2 separate regions of the Mus musculus genome follow, and region 2 is linked to region 1. Evidence: chromatin contacts called from public HiChIP or PLAC-seq data. All regions are on one chromosome and are shown on one strand. The core of a region is the stretch at or near the end of the contact, and the rest is flanking DNA. Distances in the headings are between cores, read along the strand shown.

Region 1 (6,918 bases), core at 4,244-6,743:
AAGTGGGGAAAAGCCTTGAAGATATGGGCACAGGGGAAAAATTCCTGAACAGAACAGCAATGGCTTGTGCTGTAAGATCGAGAATTGACAAATGGGACCTAATGAAACTCCAAAGTTTCTGCAAGGCAAAAGACACCGTCAATAAGACAAAAAGACCACCAACAGATTGGGAAAGGATCTTTACCTATCCTAAATCAGATAGGGGACTAATATCCAACATATATAAAGAACTCAAGAAGGTGGACTTCAGAAAATCAAATAACCCCATTAAAAAATGGGGCTCAGAACTGAACAAAGAATTCTCACCTGAGGAATACCAAATGGCAGAGAAGCACCTGAAAAAATGTTCAACATCCTTAATCATCAGGGAAATGCAAATCAAAACAACCCTGAGATTCCACCTCACACCAGTCAGAATGGCTAAGATCAAAAATTCAGGTGACAGCAGATGCTGGCGTGGATGTGGAGAAAGAGGAACACTCCTCCATTGTTGGTGGGATTGCAGGCTTGTACAACCACTCTGGAAATCAGTCTGGCGGTTCCTCAGAAAATTGGACATAGTACTACCGGAGGATCCAGCAATACCTCTCCTGGGCATATATCCAGAAGATGCCCCAACTGGTAAGAAGGACACATGCTCCACTATGTTCATAGCAGCCTTATTTATAATAGCCAGAAGCTGGAAAGAACCCAGATGCCCCTCAACAGAGGAATGGATACAGAAAATGTGGTACATCTACACAATGGAGTACTACTCAGCTATTAAAAAGAATGAATTTATGAAATTCCTAGCCAAATGGATGGACCTGGAGGGCATCATCCTGAGTGAGGTAACACATTCACAAAGAAACTCACACAATATGTACTCATTGATAAGTGGATATTAGCCCCAAACCTAGGATACCCAAGATATAAGATACAATTTGCTAAACACATGAAACTCAAGAAGAATGAAGACTGTAGTGTGGACACTATGCCCCTCCTTAGATTTGGGAACAAAACACCCATGGAAGGAGTTACAGAGACAAAGTTTGGAGCTGAGATGAAAGGATGGACCATGTAGAGACTGCCATATCCAGGGATCCACCCCATAATCAGCATCCAAACGCTGACACCATTGCATACACTAGCAAGATTTTATTGAAAGGACCCAGATGTAGCTGTCTCTTGTGAGACTATGCCGGGGCCTAGCAAACACAGAAGTGGATGCTCACAGTCAGCTAATGGATGGATCATAGAGCTCCCAATGGAGGAGCTAGAGAAAGTAGCCAAGGAGCTAAAGGGATCTGCAACCCTATAGGTGGAACAACATTATGAACTAACCAGTACCCCGGAGCTCTTGACTCTAGCTGCATATATATCAAAAGATGGCCTAGTCGGCCATCACTGGAAAGAGAGGCCCATTGGACTGGCAAACTTTATATGCCCCAGTACAGGGGAACACCAGGGCCAAAAAGGGGGAGTGGGTGGGCAGGGGAGTGGGGGTGGGTGGATATGGGGGACTTTTGGTATAGCATTGGAAATGTAAATGAGCTAAATACCTAATAAAAAATGGAAAAAAAACCACATTCGATCCTATTTTTATGTGTGCCTCTTGCCCAGCAAAATAAGAGTGCCAAAATATAAGGAAAAGATTTTATTCCAATCATAAACAACAGCATCCATCACAACACATAGTAAAATTAATTAATTTGCTATCTAATGTAAGAATATAAAATAAGTAATAAACCTTTGAAAACATTTGAACACTTCCATATAAATTTTCTACTGGCCAAACCTGACTAATAGTTCTTTTGGCGGGGGTTATGGAAGATTGAACCTAGAGCTCCTCGAATGCTAAGCAAATCTTCTCTGACTGTGTGCTTATCAATTTTCAACAGACTGAAAGCCTGTTAGTACTTTGAATTAGGAAAACCGATTACTAAACTTCAAAAGTAGAAGTTTGGGGTGGACTGCCCTCTGCTGGCACTTAAAGAACTTTCTGATCAGTTTTACTTGAGCTCCAGTTGTGTTCAACTTCGATACAATACAGGTTTTTCTTGCTTTCTTTCTTTTCCTTTTTTTAAAAAAATTATTCATTCTTTGTGAATTTCTTAGTATGCACCCCAATCCTATTCATCTGCCCATTTATTCATATCTACCCTTTGCCCTTACAACCTCCCCCACAAAAGAAAAGATAGAATAAAAAATTATTTTAAAAAAATCTTGTCGTGGAAGCTGTAATATGTCAGTGTGTCCCCGAATGTGTATCCACAGGCCTTTACTTGCCAATGTTCATTGCAGTGAGGCATTGGCCTGATTAGAGGCCTCTGGCTTCTGCTACACTATCAATACTGGATCCTCACCAGGCCTCCTCTCAGATATCCTGTTGTTGCCCTGCGTCATGGAGAGCCTGCAGCTTTGGTTCTGCAGGGCTGGCCCTTTCCAGCAGGTCACAGATGGGGTAGATCTTAGGGTTGGCCAACTCAAAGCCCCGGATCTGGGCCTGGGAGGTGGCTGAGTTGGTCAGCCTAGCAGATATTCCACATCCCACCACCAGGGTGAGCTCTCCAGCACCGCCCCAGCTAACTCACCCAGCACTGGAGCCAACAAGGGGCAGGGTCAGCTCTCCAGACTGCCTGTCCTTGGGGCCAGATCACCTGTGCCTGCACCATCAGGGCAGCTCTACTGTGCTGCCCAGGAGCGTGGGTTCTGCTCTCGGGTGCTGCAGCCAGTAGGAGGCAGGGATGGCTCTCTCCCTCCTGCCACAGGTGGGTAAGGAGCAAGGCAGGGATACAAGAGGATACACACACACACACACACCACTAACGAATGACACAAACAGCTCTCTCTCTCTCTCTCTCTCTCTCTCTCTCTCTCTCTCTCTCTCTCTCTCTCTTTCTCTCTCTCTCTCTCTCTCTCAGGAAAGGTGTCAGTATGAAACCCTGGCTGGCCTGGAACTCACTATGTAGAGCAGAGTAGGCCCTGAACTCACAGGGATCTGCCTGTCTCTGCCCTCTCTGTGTTGATATTTAAAGATGTAACCCCTTTGCTCACTTTAATGCGCATGTGTACAATTTGCAACAGGAGAAACCCTACAATTTTCCAAATAACTTGATGTTTCTTATAAACAGCTTATTTTGGAAGAGTTTTGAGGTATAACATACTGTAGTCAGTGATGTGGTACTAGATGGTTCTAGCTATGGCAGTGGGAGAACTGGGCGTAAGGAAGCAAAGAGATGAATTCTGGTGTTCCACTTGCTTTCTCCACTTTACGAAGCCCAGGACTCCAACTCATGGGATGCTGCTGCCTACAATCTTTAAACTGACTATGTTAAGTTACACCAACACACACGAATTGATTAGAGTGGTTTACAGATATGGTCTGAAATGTCCAACAATGGCTGATGAAAGGTCAGGATTCCTGTAGCAGTTCAGTCTACTAGGATGTCAGCTGGTCTTCAGTCTTGTTGGAGTCCCATCTAGGAAAACAGTGCCTCAGCAGCAGGACAGATAGACAGGACAGATAGACAGGCAAGCAAGCAAAGGGCACAATCTTCCATTTTCCAGGTCCTTTCATGTAGGCTGCCATTAGAGGGCATGACCCAAATTTTGAGTGGGTCTTCTCAACTCCGTGACTCTCATGTGTTTGTTTCTTAAAGGCATTCACTAAAGGTGTGCTAGGGGAACCTCAAATTCAATGTATCCTGCAAAACTAATTGTAAAAGGGAAAGGTTTATTTTTCTTATATGATATATTGGATATCTAATTCCATATTTGATAATGTTAGAAAGTTTAATAAAAGTCCAAATATCAATTATTTGGTAAATATAATCTATTTCTAATGTTCTTCTCAGAAGTCAAAATGTAGATAGGAAAGGAGAAAGACTTACTGTCATTGACGTTTTTCACAGAACTCTTACAGAGGGCTGGGTTTCAGTTCCCTGCACCCACATGGCAGCTGACATCCGAATCCAATCCCAGGGAGTCTCACACCTTTTGGCTTCTGTTGGCGCTTCACATACATGAAGTGTACATAGATGCACATGTAGACAAAATACTCATATACATGGAATAGCATAAAATATTTTTAAAAATAAGCAAGCAGAATTTGAGACTGGAAAAGTGATTTTTCTTCTTTTTATGGTTAGATGCACTGGCTGCCTTTTTAGAGACCCCGGTTCAATCGCCAGTGTGTGAGAAATACCAAGTAAGAGTCTTGTCTTATGACAAGTGTTTAACCATGACCAAGGCAACTCTTAGAAGGATAGCGTTTAATTGGGGCTGGCTTATAGGTTCAGAGGTTCAGTCCATTATCATCAAAGTGGGAGCATGGCACCATCCAGGCAGGCATGGTACAGGAGAAGCTGAGAGTTCAACATCTTGCTCCAAATGCAAACAGGAGAAGACTGACTTTCAGGCAGCCAGCATGAATGAGGGTCTTAAAGCTCATGCCCACAGTGACAGACTTCCTCCAACAAGGCCACATCTACTAATAGTGCCACTCCCTGGGCCAAGCATATTTAAACCACCACAAGTCTTTTCTATGGATACTATAAAACTTGGGTTTAAGACAAAGAATTGAAATCTTTTTATCTTCCTCCACCTTGTGAGACTTTTAATGAAAATGTTTCGATCCTTCAGATCCAGAAAAACTACTGTTTACTCAAAGAACTGCTCCTTTATTCCAATGGCCCCTTTCCCCATCCTCCACTTCCTGTGCACCAATTCTTTTCAGACTAGCCAATCAAATCAGGCTGTGAAACAACGGGACCTCAAATCAGGAGGAAGAGACACACACAGGCCACACCCTAAGTTAAAATAATCACCAAACACACTTCCTGACTTGTATGTATTCACTCTTCGAGCATACCCGCTTGATAAAGAGTAAAGTTCATCTTGCCCAGACACTTAAGTTGGAATGGTAGTTTCTTCCTTCGCCTCTCAAAAACACCCACATGGCAACTCCCATGTTGGGTTCTAACTCCAATCCCAGGGACAACGCTCTCTTCAGCCTCCCTGGGGTACTGCACACACGCGGTGCAGACATGCTCGCAGGTAAAACACCCATAAACACAAGGGGGGGGGGTGGAGACGAATGAAAATGATTTTTAAAAACGTCCCCAAATGCCAAACAGCATTGGAAAGGATGCAATCCTGTAGATTTCAGCGTTGTGGAATCTAGACCCTAGGAACGCATCTGCAGAAGGGCATACATAGACTACACTGGTCGTTGTCAAAGCAGCTTCTGCTACAGTGGGGGAAAAAAAGTAAATAGATTTTGAGTTACTGGGAGGAAAGACCTTAGAACTTGCAGCAAACACTAATTAGGGCAGCTTCACGCGCGCATCCCAGGCAACCGGCGCAGCACCATTTTCGAACCTGCGGGCTACCCACGCCCACTTCCCCAAATCGCTCGCCTCCCGGGCTCTCTCCCGCCGCCGTCCTACCGCGCGCGCGCGGGGAGAAAAAGGAGGGGACCCGCCCACTGCGCCTGCGCGGCGTGACAACGCCACACGCTCCCGGAAGTAGGAGGCGTCCGGCGGAGTTTGTGTGGCGGCCGCCGCGGGAACGTGAAGCGCGGTAGTTTTTCAAGGGAGAGAGCGAGGCGGCTTCCCGCGGGTCTCGGTGGACCGACAGTGAGCGTCCGCGGCCGTCTCGCGGCCCGCGAGAGGCGGCATGGAGGACGAGCGGGGCCGGGAGCGTGGCGGCGACGCGGCGCAGCAGAAGACGCCGCGGCCGGAGTGTGAGGAGTCCCGGCCGCTGAGCGTGGAGGTGAGGTCGGGAGCTCGCGCGCGCGTGCGGGGCGGCCTCGCTCGCTCCCCTGCTCCGTCCTAGTCGGGGCGAGCATCGTCGGCCTCGAGAGGGAGGAGGTCAGGCGGGAAGTTCCGAGTGAGAATTCCGCGTAAACATTCGGCGCGCGCGGGCGCACTGCCGTTCCATCAGCCCCGTGGCGCTGATTGGCTGGGTTCTCTCCAGCGCCCACCCTCCCCGCCAGATGCGGCGGCAAGCCTTTCGGGGTGCTCGGACAGCCCGTGTCTTCCCAGCCCCAGACGGCCCACTGCCCTCTGCACCCCGAGGTGCATCTGTTCCCGAGAGGACCCTCCCCCGGTCTTTCCCCGTCCCCTACTGTCTCGCCCAGAACCCTGCCACGACCGGCTTTCTAAGTGATTTGCTACTTCCTCACGGCATGGGCAAGATCAGGAGATGATCCCCGGACTTCTGTTTTTCATCTTGATGAATTAGTGTTGGCTAGCGCCGCGGGTTGTGAGCGAGATGCTAAATTCTGTCGCTTTTTCGTAAGAGGAGTTGAGTACTGACACCCAGGTTATTCATTCATTGGCAGGGTAGAGAGATAGATGGCTTGGGTGTGAAAGGCTAGGCTCAAAAACCAAAATGTCAGAAGGTGGGTATTCCATAGAGGCGTCCCAATGCCTTTATTCTTTCCATTTACACCTTCGTGTAGTAGCCAGAATAGCCTTTTAAATATTATTTTTTAAAATGTGTGTGTGTGCGCAGGTGCCTCTGAAGACCAGGAAAGGAGGTATGGGTCTTGGGGAAGAGCAGAGTTTGTTCTTCATGGTTAAGCTGTCTATCAGGCCTCTAGAGTTTCCTTTTGACAGTCTGTGCCGAGGTTGCGCTGCGCATTCCGTGCCTTCTTCAGTTTGCCCCTCTGCTCAGTTCATATACACATCTTCGTCCACTCTGGCTTCCTTGTGTTCTTTTATCGTGGAGTGTTTTGTAACGTAAGGATCTTGTGCTCCTCTTGTCCGGAGCATGCTTCTCTGGATCTTTCCAGATTATTCCCTTTGTTGGTAGGTACTTTGGAAGGCTGAAGACGCTTCCATCTGCCCTCTCTGGAAAGATGCCCCTTTCATTTTAACATACGTTGTTGACAATATCATCTAAGTCGGTTCGAAAGCTAATTTTAATTTGCAG
Region 2 (6,522 bases), core at 542-3,041, 61 kb before region 1:
ACAAGGAGACACATGATGCGCTTTATGCTCCTGTGGTTCCAACATTAGAGTTATTCAAATTAGAATCAGCATTCCTACAGCAGAAAGCTTTTGTCCTAGAAAAGACATTGCGATTCAAATAGAACAAAAGGAAACAGCAAAATAGTGAGGATAACTGATTTGTTACATTATAATTATTACAAGTTCAAAGTCTTATTACATCTACTTGCCTATCAGGTCACTCAGACTAATACAGGGAACCATCCTGAAATCTTCCTCAAATGTCCCACCAGAGACTCATATCCTTGATTTTTCAGAGAGGAAAAATCACTCTTTAGTGGCTATACAAATGAATGCCACCCAAGATAGAGTGAGGATGAGATCTGTTGGGTTGAAGACATTATTGGAATTGTTAGCATGGTAGGTAGACCAGATGTCAAAATCACTTGTTTGGCCATCCCTAGTAATCCTCTTCTCTACAGAGAAGTGTAGATCCTAATATGACTCCTGTAAAGTTACACAAAACAATGTGAACTCATAGAGAAACCCAAGATTATGATACTTAATAAGAAGTTGAAGGACATAGATGCTATGATTAAGCTAACTAATCTTGGAAGTAGTCAGGGTTTGCAGGAGTTCTGCAAGAAGCATATGTACATGTATGCATACAGCTAGACATTTGTTTTAATGCAGCGACTATTTGCAACTTACAGCATTTCTAATCTTGATTACTTTGCCTATGGTTTTAAGTCACTGTGGTCAATGCGCTGAATATTTCATGAGTGACATGAGACACAGTAAATGGAGATAGGTGCTTTAATTGCACAGAGCTATTGTGAAAACAAGTTAGATAATGTAATATAAAAACAATCTCCAGGCTCTATAGTATGTAATTATGAAGCATACCATTTACTTGCTTGCTTCTTGAATTTCTCCTTATGTATCTTTTGTAGTGACCATGTATTACTCTAATGGAATTGAGACCAGCTTAATCATTGCCAAATTGTTCCTCATTCTTGTTTTCTGCTATCTCAATATAGCTATTTATAAACATCTCTGCATGACTAGCATTTTTTTTCCTTTTGAAATGCTTCCTCTGGATGAATTCCTGGATGTACAAATAAATGGGTCTAACTAGAGTTGTGACATTCTTGTTTAAATGATGAATGCCTTCTTAACATATCCAAACAACCAGTTAATTATGATATACCACAATTCGGACTAATTAAGAAACTAATTTTAATCATAGTAGTGTTAGCCAGTCAGCATATATAAAACCAAATTAAGATAATTTTCAACGACAGGAAGCATATACAATAGAAGAACCCTGGCCACAGATTAAGATTGGATTTACCAGTTCAACATTGCTACTGACCAAGTGCATGACTAGACCAAATCCAATTTACTTAACTCACTCTTGCCTTAGTTTCATCTCCTACAAAAGTGGAGTCCACAGTCTTTTCTAAATCAAATTCTGACTCCATGGGGAACAAAGGCTCGTCTCTTCCAGGTAAATCATCGGAGGGTAAATGACTGATAACACTTACATATGATGAGTAACCTTCTTAGAGCAAAGAGCATCTCAGGGCAAAGAGTGTCCAAGTCCTGTCATTATGTTGTGCTATCATAACACAGCTGTGTATGATGCAGGCAAGGAGTTGGTGACCTTTGGGTGGAAGAAGAGAGGGCTCCACTCTTTACACATCAACAGTTTAAAAAAAAAAGGTTGGTAATCCCACAGTGTTCCTTTAGTGTGGGCGAACAGGAACCAGGCCACCCTGACCTCGTGGTCCAGGGAGACTGCCAGGAAGCCGGAGGAGCCTCTGAATGCTGAGACAGCACTCTTGGCAGCTCTGAGAGGAAGCAGAGAGGGCAGTATAATGAGTTAGTGCTCAGAAAGAGATGAGGATACTACGGCAGGAACTGTTGAATTAACCCCTGACTGTCATTATCAAGCACTTTCAGAAATGGCCATATAATTATTTCAGTTGGAGCAAACAAACCGAACAACAAATAAGCAATGATCCCCCACCCCATCCACGCCCATACACACACTAACATTGTATCCAAGCTTCATTCACTTCAGAGACACTAATACTTAAAAAATAAATAAATAAACTATAGCGCAAGGTTGTAACTCAGTGGTAGAGGTCTTGCCCAGCAAATAGAAAGCCTGGTATTCCATCCCCAGCTCTGCAAAATGTAACTATATGAATCAATTATGATGTTTATACCTCTTAATTACTATTCCTCAGATTCAATTCTGGAGTTTTATATTTCTTCTCTAATGCTCTGGTATGGATGCTGAATCTAAGACCCCAGACTAGAGGTCATATACAAAGACAGTGAATGATGAACTGTCATCAAACCCAGAGTCCCTGGATTATCCTGACCATCCACTGCCTCCTCTTCCTCCAGCCCTCAGAGCTCCAGTTCTGAACTGATGATGCCTGGCTGGCTATGTGGCCTCTGATCACCCCATCTCTGAAACCTAATGCCTTCCTCTCTTTACCTCTGTCTCTCTTCCTAGCACTTTGCTCCATGGAAAACCACTGAGCTTTTGGCCTGTACTCAGAACTTAGTCTAGTAAATACTTACAAATGTCACCTTTGAAGTTTTAGCTAAAACATCTTCTCTGGGCCATTTTAGCACCAGACCGTTATAAACCCATAAGAGCTGTGTGCTTTGAAGCCCAACATTTTATATTGATTTTTATACTTTAAGCATCCAGCCAGAATTTAGTAAATAAGTGTTTTAACACACATTGAATATGTGTGTGTGTGCTAATAATCATATCACCAACTACTCTCTAATACAAGTATGTGAGGAAGACAAATAATAAAAGAATATACAAAACAGTTGTAGGGTTATATTCAACCATGTTTGTACTTATATTTGCTTGATAGAAGTGCATATAGTGCAATAGTTCCCAAGCTATGTAACGCTGCAACCCTTTAATACACTTCCTCATTTTGTGATGACCACCCACCATAAAATTATTTTGTTGCTACTTCGTAACTGTTGTTTTTATGAATCACAATACAAATACCTGTTTTCTGAAGGTCTTTTGGAGGTTAGGACCCAAGGATGAAGTCTAGAAACAAATCAAAAAGAGACCAGATGGTTTCAGACCCCTTTCCTTTCCAAGGATCTAAAAGATTCTAAAGAAAAGCCCATCAATAATCCCACTCCTGACACAACCCATGAATTTTTCTTATGCTTTCTTCTCAAGATGTTTTTTTTTTAATTTCATTGATTTGTTTTATATGAGGGACCGGGTGCTTACAAGTATAGAATACAGAGGACAGCTTGTGAGACTCATTTCTCTCCTTCCACTGTATGAGACCTGGAAACTGAACTCAGATGTTCAGGCTTGGAGAGAAGAGCCCTTAATTATCAAGCCATCTCCCTGGTCATCTCCTATACTTCTAGCAACCATGAACTCATTTAAATGAACAAATTGTTCTTAAATGTATTTTATTCCTTCTTAGAAAGTCTAGGACTGATTTACTCCTTAGCACACGTTATTCTAAGTGTGAATCCCTCTGCAGAATGACTTGCCTGGAACAGTGGGCACTGAAGAATCGTGCTTTGAATGAAGGAGTCCTTCCAGGAATCACTGACACAGTTGAAATGCTAATCTGGGCTCTTGGACATCAGTCCACTGTTGGCCCTGGTTCCTAGCCCATGGGAACATCGTCTCCATGGTGAGGAGATCCTGGACAGCTTTGTGAGACAAAGCAAGTTTCAAATGCTGGCTCTGTTCTATGTCTTTCAGGTTGTTGCCCAATTCAGCTAAGTTTCTGTTTTGTTTTGTTTTGTTTTGTTTTGTTTTGTTTTGTTTTGTTTTTCACCCATAAAAGAGCAAGAATAATAGTAATATTCAAGATGTGAGAGCTAAAGTCTAATATGCCATTGGGCTACTCTGAACTCAGAGACTTGGCATACATAAGTGTAGATTTGCTGTGGATTACTGTTTTGACCTGAGTGTGGTGAGGGATGGTTTGGTCAAACACAGGGTGCTTGGGAAATATAAGTCCAGATGTGTCAGCTGCAGAATCCCGAGCTACCGAGGCATATAGTACCACAGCTGCTCCAAGATAAGCATGAACCCACAGCCTGCCAATATGAACCCTGCCTCATTGGATTCTTGAGTCTACTCCCTCTTACAGTAGAGGATCTTTCCTATTCCCAGTGAGCTGAGCTGGGAAGCACTGGCGTGCTCTACAGAGCCACAAAGCATACAAAAACTTTGAACTCTGGGCAAGAAGTGAAATGTCAGAAGCAGTAGTACACCTCTGTAAATGATCAATCTACCCATCTCACCTTTGGAATTGAAGCTCATAGAAAACTTTACTCTGGGAGAATTTAGGGTACCAACCCTACCTGTGCCAAGCCTCACCATGTTAGATTAGGATTCTGTAAATGGTGCAGTAGAATGATCTTAAAGCAAGCTTCTAGGACATCCTGGTTTCCAATGTAGTCTCTGGATGATAGTATTAGCATCACTTGGCAATTTATAAGAAATGGAGAATCCTGGGCTGTGTCCTTACCTATTGAATCCATAGTTTAAAAGATGATAATAAAATGCATACAATGTAGAATTTACCATGATATTATTTTTTAGTATACAGATAAGTAGCTTCAAGTGCATTCACATCACTGTGTAACCCATTTCCAGGACCCCTTTTACCATATAGAAACAGAAAATTGATAACTGTTAGGCAAGTCTCCAACCCCCATCACTAGCCTCTGGCATACACCCAGAACTTGCATTTTTAACAAGATTCACAGCTGGTTCTTATGCCTATTATGTTGGAGAAGAAGGGACCAAAGTATAAAAATCAAAAATAATACAATCCAGAGTGTGGGTTAAAATGGTGGCCCACCACAGGGCTAGGGCTGCTCACTGAGGCAGATGCAGGGAATTTGACAGCGTGCACCCCACCCCATAGCCAGACTGGTATCGGGCAATGAGAAGCCCCGCATGACCCCGTTCCAGGGGTGGGGAGGAGCATTCTGAGGTCCCCGGGAAACTGCCAGAATTGGCTTGGGGGTCCAGGCCCGCTCTGAGGCTGAGGATGGTAGGTTCTCAGGTTCTTGGACACTGCAGAAGAGCTGAGAGAGCTCCGGCTGGTTCTTGCTCGAGCAGGAGTGTCTCTGGCTTGCTCTTGCGGGTTGGCTTGGTAGAGACCTTGGCTGAGAATGCAGAGAAGCCTCCCGTGGGAGATTAGATGCTTAGCTCTTTAGAGGAAGACCTGCTCCATGCTCAGCATGGCAGATACCGATGAGAAGAGACAGTTCATGCTTTTTTAGGCGTTTATTGTAGAAAGGCAGAGAGGGAGAGAGTAGGGAAACAGAGGGAGGAAGGGAAGGTGGAGAGAGGGGGAGCAAGAGGGCAAGAGAGAAAGGCAGGGGTAAGAGAGTAAGAGAGGGAGGAGGGCGCAAGCTGGCCCTTTTATAGTTGACCAGGCCTATCTGGCTATTGCCAGGTAACTGTGGGGCTGGAGTCCAGACAGAATACCAGGGGCTTAGGGTGTTGCTGTACCTGACTTATGGCCACAGAATTATGGAGCTGGGACCTCATGTCAGGAGTCTGGTGTCTGGGAGTGTGGCAAACTTCCTTCTGTCCCTTGCAGAGTTATCTGCTGGATAGGCTGTTTTTCATGGTCCCACACCAGAGCTTTGAATGAGTTTGGGGAGGCAGTCAGGCCATTTCCATGGGTCGAAGTCAGGGGCAAAGTAATGAAAGCCAGTCTGGAGAAACAATGTGAATCCCTCTGGGTAATTCTGGTACATGGTCAAGCTTGACAGCATTGCTTTAATGATCTTCTATCTCTTTAACCCTTGCAATCACCTAGAGACTTTAAAACCATATTCATACCTGAGGTCATCTAAAACCATGTAACTTCTAGAGGCAGGACCTAGGCAGGAGAACTTTTTCAGATCTCCTAGGGATTCTTGGAACTCAAGACTGTCTATCTATCTATCTATCTATCTATCTATCTATCTATCTATCTATCTATCTATCTATCATTATATTTGGGGCATATTGTTTACATGCATGTATGTATATGTGTAAATACCTCTAGAAAGATAACCCCATTTTTTTTTCTTGTGCTTCGTTTTCTTACTTCTTCCTAGTCTGTGATGCCAGCCAAAGTAACCAGGGCAAGAAGCCCAAATTAGCCGATGAGAACAGATTACTCTGATAGTTTCCACAGCTTTGATTTGCATACCAAATCTGACCGCTCCACCCTTGCCTAACCTGCCTGGGACTTTCCCTGTACACATGGAAGCTCTGGGGTCACCCGTGATTTCAAATTTGCCAATGTAACTGCCCTTCACCACCACCTAAAGACACTGGGCAAGGGTGACTTTTGGAGCATGGATTAATAATGACTTGACTCGTGACTCTTTTCTCTGCATCTTTGGGGATGTGACATCGTCAACCAGAACGCTGATGTGCTTACTATGATGGTGAATAAAGACAGTGGGACAGGACAGACAGTTAAATTTTAGAATCACTGTTGTGGAGAGAAG

The links. HiChIP or PLAC-seq counts read pairs in DNA pulled down with a chosen protein or histone mark.
Region 2: a contact with region 1 is called in an H3K4me3 HiChIP or PLAC-seq map of bone marrow-derived macrophages, with 2.9 times the contacts expected there. The contact joins the enhancer-like site here to the promoter of Eri1 in region 1. A contact is called at or near these places in 1 of 39 promoter capture datasets (macrophages), 1 of 15 datasets of contacts at CTCF or cohesin (CD8 T cells), 8 of 484 Hi-C or Micro-C datasets (adipose-derived mesenchymal stem cells, cumulus cells, granulocyte-monocyte progenitors and 3 more), 2 of 115 datasets of contacts at active chromatin or transcription factors (bone marrow-derived macrophages and embryonic stem cells) and 1 of 9 other capture datasets (bone marrow-derived macrophages).

The regions. Positions count from the first base shown.
Region 1 is chr8:35,494,108-35,501,025 of GRCm38.p6, reverse strand. It overlaps Eri1 (exoribonuclease 1), which reads left to right and starts at 5,493. Exons shown (of 7, transcript NM_026067.3): 1 at 5,493-5,754. The coding sequence starts at 5,659. It overlaps Gm51568 (a long non-coding RNA gene), which reads right to left and starts at 5,500. Exons shown (of 2, transcript XR_003947532.1): 1 at 3,873-5,500; 2 at 1,622-3,694.
Region 2 is chr8:35,551,535-35,558,056 of GRCm38.p6, reverse strand. No RefSeq gene overlaps it. Among named protein-coding and RNA genes, the nearest start is that of Gm39162, 19 kb to the right of the region's middle. Within about 2 kb of position 1,791, at least 22 of the 459 cell types and tissues checked have an H3K27ac peak or open chromatin away from gene starts, as enhancers often do. A contact at or near this core is called in bone marrow-derived macrophages, where this site is marked.